2 separate regions of the Podarcis muralis genome follow, and region 1 is linked to region 2. The links are chromatin contacts, called in public Hi-C maps. All regions are on one chromosome and are shown on one strand. Each heading gives the region's core, a stretch centred on a gene start, on an enhancer-like site or on the middle of the called end of the contact. The rest is flanking DNA. Distances are from core to core; before and after follow the strand shown.

Evidence for each region. A called contact is a pair of places that touch in the nucleus more often than the background predicts.
Region 1: a Hi-C map of tail shows a contact between it and region 2, with 4 times the contacts expected there. The contact joins the promoter of NANP here to the promoter of NLRC4 in region 2. A contact is called at or near these places in 2 of 3 Hi-C or Micro-C datasets (blood and tail).

The regions. Positions count from the first base shown.
Region 1 is chr3:40,387,286-40,390,729 of rPodMur119.hap1.1, forward strand. NANP (N-acetylneuraminic acid phosphatase) reads right to left here and starts at 1,292. Exons shown (of 2, transcript XM_028724262.2): 1 at 967-1,292. The coding sequence starts at 1,056. All of the region lies in intron 3 of RNF212 (ring finger protein 212), which reads left to right.
Region 2 is chr3:40,127,593-40,131,522 of rPodMur119.hap1.1, forward strand. NLRC4 (NLR family CARD domain containing 4) reads left to right here and starts at 2,220. Exons shown (of 5, transcript XM_077925693.1): 1 at 2,220-3,040; 2 at 3,043-3,163; 3 at 3,165-3,348; 4 at 3,350-3,419; 5 at 3,422-3,930. The coding sequence starts at 2,869. The coding sequence ends at 3,786.

The DNA of each region.
Region 1 (3,444 bases), core at 42-2,541, 260 kb after region 2:
TGCATAAAGTGTCAAGGTACATTCTCTTCTTCTGGATTAATTGGCCAATGGCCAAGAACAAATAACTATCCTCTGACTACTTGCTGTTACTTATGAGTACTTAATACATTAAGGGCTGTGGCTCAGTGCTTGTGCTTTGCATGTAGAAGGTCCCAGCATCTTCAAGTCCGCCTGAAAGAGACTACCAACTGGAGAGTCATCCACCAGTCAGTGTAGCCAATATGGATTAAGCTGATAGACCAATGGTCAGATTCAGTATAAGGTAGCACCCCGGTATCCCTAAACTTGTCAGCATTCTTCACATGGCCCTCAGAAGTCAGCCGTTCAGGTACAAAGATGCCCTAAGAGAGGACATGCAAAATACCCACAGCGCTTCCTCCCCTACAAGGGGCAACAGGGCCTTTCCTTGAAAATATTCAAGAAAGAGATCCATAGTGAAACAGATGAAACATCCAACAGTAATGACTGAAAGAGCTGTAAAAGAAAATCCAATAGAATTTGTGCTCTTGGAAGTCGTGTCTGGGAGTGAATGCTGGCTGTGTGACATTGCTGCATTCACCATCACCATCACATTCTTTATTATTATCTATTAAACTTCTATACTGCCCTTCATCCGAGGATCACAGGGTGACTTACAATATAAAAACACAAAAATACAGTTCCTAACACAGGAACTAACAAAAAGAATAACGCCTCTGCCCCCCCCCCCCCCGTTTAAAAGGCCATAGATACTTTAATTAACTAAAGGCCAATATTGATTCAGCACTGGGTCCCCTTAGCCCGAGATGTCCGGGAGATGGACGTTGCAAAGTACTTTACTTCTTTAAAAACCACAAATCCACAACAGATTCAGAACAGGAGCTGTCTGGCAATAAAGCTTTATAGCTTATTATACTTGCACTTCCTTGTCTTGTGTTTTTTTTAACGGAGGAAGAACAGAAGGGAGGAGCTGGGTGCAACCGGTACCTCCTCAATGGCTCTCCTGCCTGCGGCGGCGGTGTCGATCAGCGTGTTGTCCAAGTCGAAGAAAACAGCCTTGACCCCTTGCAGCCCCATAGCAATAGCAGCAGCAGCAGCAGCAGCAGCAACCCCACTGGAGTCGCAGGTGGAGGAAACAGCCGCGTCCGCCCTGCCAGCTATGCAAACTCAGCGGACCGATTCATTTGCTTGTATCTCGCGAGAACTGGCAACTCCCGAGAAAAAGCGAGACCGCTCTGAAAGGGATGCGGGACGTGCCCGTCGGAACTCCCGTCCCTGTGGGATTCTCAGATAGACCCAGGCGTATAGACTTGTAAGTTTAGAGCAACCCACACAGCCAATTTCCGGGTCCTTCCGGGTTGCGTTTTGGGGGCGTGTTGGCATGGGATCCGTTTTGAGCTGGAAATGTAAGCCAGCCTCAAGCCCCTTAATGTGGTCCATCATAGGTTGCTTAATCTCAGCCTGACCTCCCCCCTCCTCCTGCAATATGGGCAATGGATCAAATGGATCAATGGATTATTAGCAAGGCTACTAATTTCATAGCTGTCAACGTTTTCCTTTTTTTAAGGGAAATTCCCTTATTCCGGATAGGATTCCTCGCAAGAAAAGGGAAAAGTTGACAGCTATGACTACTTTGTAAGCTTCTCTCAGCTTTCACACTGCACTCCAGGGCGATACCGGGACCAGAACTGTTGGGATCGGATTTGGACAGGCAGACTCAAAAATAAAAAAATACGACAATAATAAAATAAAATAAACGACGATTATTTTCCACACGGCGTGACCTTGTGTTAAAAGAGAAGGGGCGGGGAACTTTATTTACTCCTCCCTGTTGCTTCAGGCGCGGATGCCACATCACATTTCTCCATGGATAACACGTAGCAGCTCTCGGTTCCGTAATGGTGGGCATTGAAAAAAATGCTTTGTTCCCTCCTATCTGGACCCAGAAACGACCTATCGCAGCAGTGACAGAGCAACTCTATTATTTTTACTCCGTATCTCTGCGGCCTCTCTTCACAAACGAACGTCGTCGGCAGTGGAGGGAGGAGCCAAACCTTCCGCGTCACCGTTGCCTCTTCCCCGCCCCCTTCCTGACTCAGCGCTCCACCTGGTGTGGTGGGGGAGGGGCGCCGCGGCGCTGCTCGTTCTTGCGGGGAGGGGGCGGGGGACGAAGGCGGCTCTTCCTTTCTACCTCAGGCGAGCTGTCTCGTCCGCGAGGAGGAGGAGGAGGCGGGTCTCCTGGGCGCCTCGGGAGGGGCTGGGAAAAACTTTTTCATTTGAATGACCTAAGGGGCAGCGCAGGTGTCCTCCTGGCTATGGCTCCGTCGACGGGTTGTAGATAAAACCTGCTCGCCTCCCTTCCCTTCATGGCTGCCCTGGTGTTCTGCAATGCTTGCTTCCAGAAGCCCCAAAGAGCCGCCCAAAAGTTCTGCCTGACCAACTGCGGCCATGTTGTCTGTGAGCAGTGCCTCCGGAAAGGTAGCCTCCCTACAGCCTCCCTATTCTACAAATAGCTACTTTTGCAAGAACATACACGAATTGGCGGAGTCTTGCCTCACAGAACAGGTGTGCTGAGCCTTTGGCCCTCCAGGTGTTGCTGGACTACAGCACCCATCAGCCTCAGCAAGCGTAGCCAACAGCTAGGGATGATGGGAGTTGTAGTTCAACAAAACATGGAAGGCCCCCCCCCCCCAGCTGCTAGAGGAATATAATGTTAAGGAACCTTAAGTCATAGGTTAAAGGCAGAACCTCAGTATGAATCCAAGTCTACCTTTTAATCCTCAAGGCAGTTCATGGCACACAGGGTACTGGCAGTTATTGGCGGGGGGGGGGGGGGTGCCTTCATAAAAATTGGTCCTACAAACTCGCCCTGAAGTAGCTGCAGCAATGCAAACTATGGTATATGGCACTCTCAATCTCAGGCATCCTCACTTCTAACCTTAAAATGTCTCCGTTTTGTGTCAACAAGCTAGTCCGTTGTGTCCAATAGTATTAAGCTTTTAAGATGAGTCGGTCCTTTTAATTATTGTTCTGTATTGTTTTTAATAGTATTTTATCTCATCGTGAATCTTGTTGTATACCACCTTCAGATTTTGCATGAGGGGTTAATCTATAAATAATTTTATACTGTAAATATATCTGATAAGTGGGTAGAGTTGCATGGCCTTAACAACCTCCATCTCATCTCTGTACTCTGAGAAACATACTGTTGTTTCTTTCCTGTGGCTGAAAAGTCATGAAGATCTTGCTTAGGGGCATCAATAACCATTATTTACTTATCCCACTCAATTTTTAGCATTAGCATTAGCACATACAAAATAAATTAAAACCATTTTATTTGTAATTTATGTGCATCTGTCACATTTTAAGTGTAACACCAGCATTCTCCGTATTTTAAGTCAGGCAGACTTCAGTGGGAGTATTGCAATATCTAGACTTAAAATACAATCCTGTACATGTCTACTC
Region 2 (3,930 bases), core at 970-3,469:
AAATAGATTCGATGTGGACGATTGCGAAGAGGGAGGGGAGGATGCGAGCGCATCCGGCCACGGGAGGCCTAACTCCGCCTTCCTCGGGCTCCCGCCCCTATAGCCCTGCAACTCGCGCGTCATTGGCCACGCCCACGCCTTGCATTGGAAAACGCCTGACGCCAAGTCAGACCAGCACAGCTAGCTCAGTGGGGTCTACGGCGCGCTGACTGGCAGCCGCTCTCCAGGGTTTCTGGGGATTGCCCTACCTGGATATGCCTAGGAATGAGCCTGAGGTTTTGTTGGAAGCCGCCCAGAGTGGCTGGGGAAGCCCAGCCAGATGGGCGGGGTAAAAACAAATTATTATTATTATTATTATTATTATTATTATTATTATTATTATGTCTTCCTTCTGCATACAAAGCAGATATTCTGCCACTGAGGTACAACGGCAGGCTATGTTTTCTACCTTTGAGTATCCTAGGTTCTCTTTCACACCTGGGCTGTACTTTATACTTCAGCCTTTGAAGCCTTGTACTCAGCAAAAACATCATCACATATGTGAAAAGGGAAAAAGGTGGGGGGGGACCAGCCACACACGGTCACATAAGTGTGTCCACAATGGAGTAGCATGCAAATTTATATTGGTTCTCCCCCCCCTTTCCTAATGGATTTTCCACAAACAGGGGAAATCCAGTTTGATTGGGGTGGATTCTGCCACTTAGATAAGGACAGACGTGAAAAACGTGCATACATGGGATGCATCCAGTCCACTCCAAAATGATGTGTGTACACACATCCTCTCTTTGCTCCCAGCTGGGTGTTTATAGTGGGATTGGTGCTCATGCATGCAAGTTCTTTCCTGCATCTATACTATGTTGTTGGCATCAACACTCCCCAACTTAATCAGAATTTAGCCCTTTATGAGGGAAATCCAGTAAGTAAAAATAACTTGCTAACAACACATTTGCAATTTAGGGTGCTGCTACAATCTGGAAGCTCTCCCCCACCCCCCACTACACAAACAACATGAGTCTATTTCGGTCTAAACCCTGTACACAGCAGGGGACAGGTGGAAATTGCAGAGTTATGAGAAACTTAAAAATAAGGTGCGGGATTGGTTACACTATTTTCAAATAAGAGAGGCCTTTAATTTGGACAGGAAAAATGGCTTCCAGGTGGAAAAATCAAAGTTGGAAACAGAATTGTTAGAACCCAATGCTAAGATATTGTCAAGAATGTATGATTTGCTGTTGAAATGGAATACTGAGGATGAAACGGTTAAATCGGCTATGATAAAATGGGCACAAGACATTGGTCATAACATTATGTTTGCTGACTGGGAACGGTTGTGGACCACCGGTATGAAATTTACGGCATGCAGTGCCTTAAGAGAAAATATTATGAAAATGATTTATAGGTGGTACATGACACCAGTCAAGCTTGCAAAAATTTATCATCTGCCCGATAACAAGTGTTGGAAATGTAAAGAAACTGAAGGAACATTCTTTCACCTTTGGTGGACGTGCCCAAGGATTAAGGCGTTCTGGGAAATGATCTATAATGAACTGAAAAAAGTATTTAAGTATACTTTCTTGAAGAAACCAGAGGCCTTTCTCCTGGGCTTAGTCGGCCAATTGGTGTCAAAGAAGGATAGAATTTTTTTTATGTATGCCACAGCAGCAGCAAGAATACTTATTGCAAAGCATTGGAAGACGCAAGATCTACCCACTCTGGAAGAATGGCAGATGCAAGTAATAGACTATATGGAACTGGCTGAAATGACCGGCAGAATCCGAGATCAAGGAGAGGAGCAGGTGGAAGAGGATTGGAAGAAGTTTAAAGTTTATCTACAAAAACATTGTAAAATCTATGAATGCTGAGGGCATTAAAAATGAAATGATGGGGTTTAAGTGGCCAAGATAAATAGATTATAAAGAGAAGGATAAAGGCTTAAGATGAATAGTTAATGATCTTGCTGAACTAATTTTTAAATTGGAATACAAGAAGGGAAGGCGGGTGGAAGTAAATGAGAATAAGGTATTGAAAGTTATCAAAATGAAAGAGTGTTCTTTTTATACTAAATTTTTTTGTTGTTGTATTTTTCTTTTTCTTGGGTGTTTTTTCTATTGAGATTTTTTGATGTTTGCTGTTGTTTTTCTTGTGGTTTTCTTTGTTGGGTTGTTAACTTTTTTGGAAATCTTTAATAAACATTATTTTTAAAAAAATAAATAAACCCTGTACACAGTGACTTGATAATAAGCACATTTAATTCACTGGGACTTAATTCCGAATAGGCATGCTTAGGATTGTATTGTATTTTATTTTATTCAAGTTGGCACCCTTGATTGGAGCTGAGAGTCCAGCAACATGGTTAGTTTATATTCTTGCAATTTAGCTATCAAATAGCAAAGTTCATCACCATTGTATTAAGATGTTCCTGCAATTGTTATTTTTCAGGTGCTGCTTGACAAATGTCTCAAGAACACCTTGATTGCTTGGTTCAGGATTTAGCTGACTTTTATAAGAATCCATTATTTTAAAATTTTCACCTACTGCGTGAATAAATTGACATCATTTTTTATTTTACAACTACTTATACAGATACTTTGCTTTGGAGGCTAGGACAGCTGTCTTTAAATGCCCTTTTAGATGAACTAGAAGATGGCTCATTAGGGCTGCCATACATCCGTAATTTCCCGGACATAGCTGGGATTCGTCTGCCAAAAGTAGCGTCTGGGTGGAATTTTCTAAAATCAGTTAAAATGTCTGGCATATGGCAGCTCATCTCGGAAGTCTTGATTTTTTTGGTGAATTTTCTTTAAAAACCTTGGGTTTTTTTGGGAGATTTTGCAAAACAAAAACAAAAACTCAACAACTTTTTGAAATATGGCAACCTGTATAATAGAGGGAGAAGCTGGCAAAGGAAAAACAACTCTCCTCAAAAGGATTGCCTGGTTGTGGGCTAATGGAAACCAACCTTCGATGAGAAAATTCAAGCTTGTTTTCTTTATCAGTCTGAGCAGTACTCAGGCTGGACTGTATGAAACAGTGTGTGAGCAACCTCTTACGAGCAACCTCTTACGAGATGGGCAAACAGGAGTTTTCTGTTTGATGGATATGATGAATTCAAACCCCAGAGATGCACAGAAATAGAATCACTGATCAAAGACATTTGTAAATTAAAAAACAGTCGTTGTTACTACAAAGACTGAGTTAATTAGAAGTTTGAGGCTTTTTGGGTCGCTGATTTATGAGACAGGTGATCTGGCTGAGGAAAGTGCAAAACAGCTAGTTAGAAATGTATTGAAAGGCCAGTTAGCAGAGGGCTTGTTGTCTCAACTGGATACAACAGATTCTTTTTTTCAGAAATCAGGTCAAGAACCATATGAAGACCCCTTTGTTTGTAATTATTGCTTGTGCCATCCAAGTGGGGGAAACTACTTTAAATCCACAAAACAAAACATTCTCTTCTCTACAATACATGATTTGCTGGCGGGGGGAAACAAGCACAAGAGCAGAGGGATTTGTGAAGACCATTTTCGCCTAAGCATAAACCCCTGTGGAGATTTAGCACTAGAGGGAGTATTTGACCACAAATTTGATTTTCAGCCTGAGGATTTCTCCAGTGTGAAAGAACAAGTCCTGCTAGCTATAGTCCTCATGAATAAATACACAGCTCAGAGACTAAAGCCGGTATCTTGAATTTTTCATAAGTCTTTCCAGGAATACACTTGGAGACTTTCCAAGTTATTAACATCCAATTGGGATAAGGAGGCGGCCAGAGGGCATAGTTACCTTCTATGAATGAATAGCATCTCAGATATTATTACTACATTACCACAGTTTACTTCTTTTTCTTTCTTTCTTTTTCTGTATACTTATAGATTATAAACTGAAGCCACCAGAAAATTATCAGGCACCTATCAGCCATTCATCAGCAAGACGGTC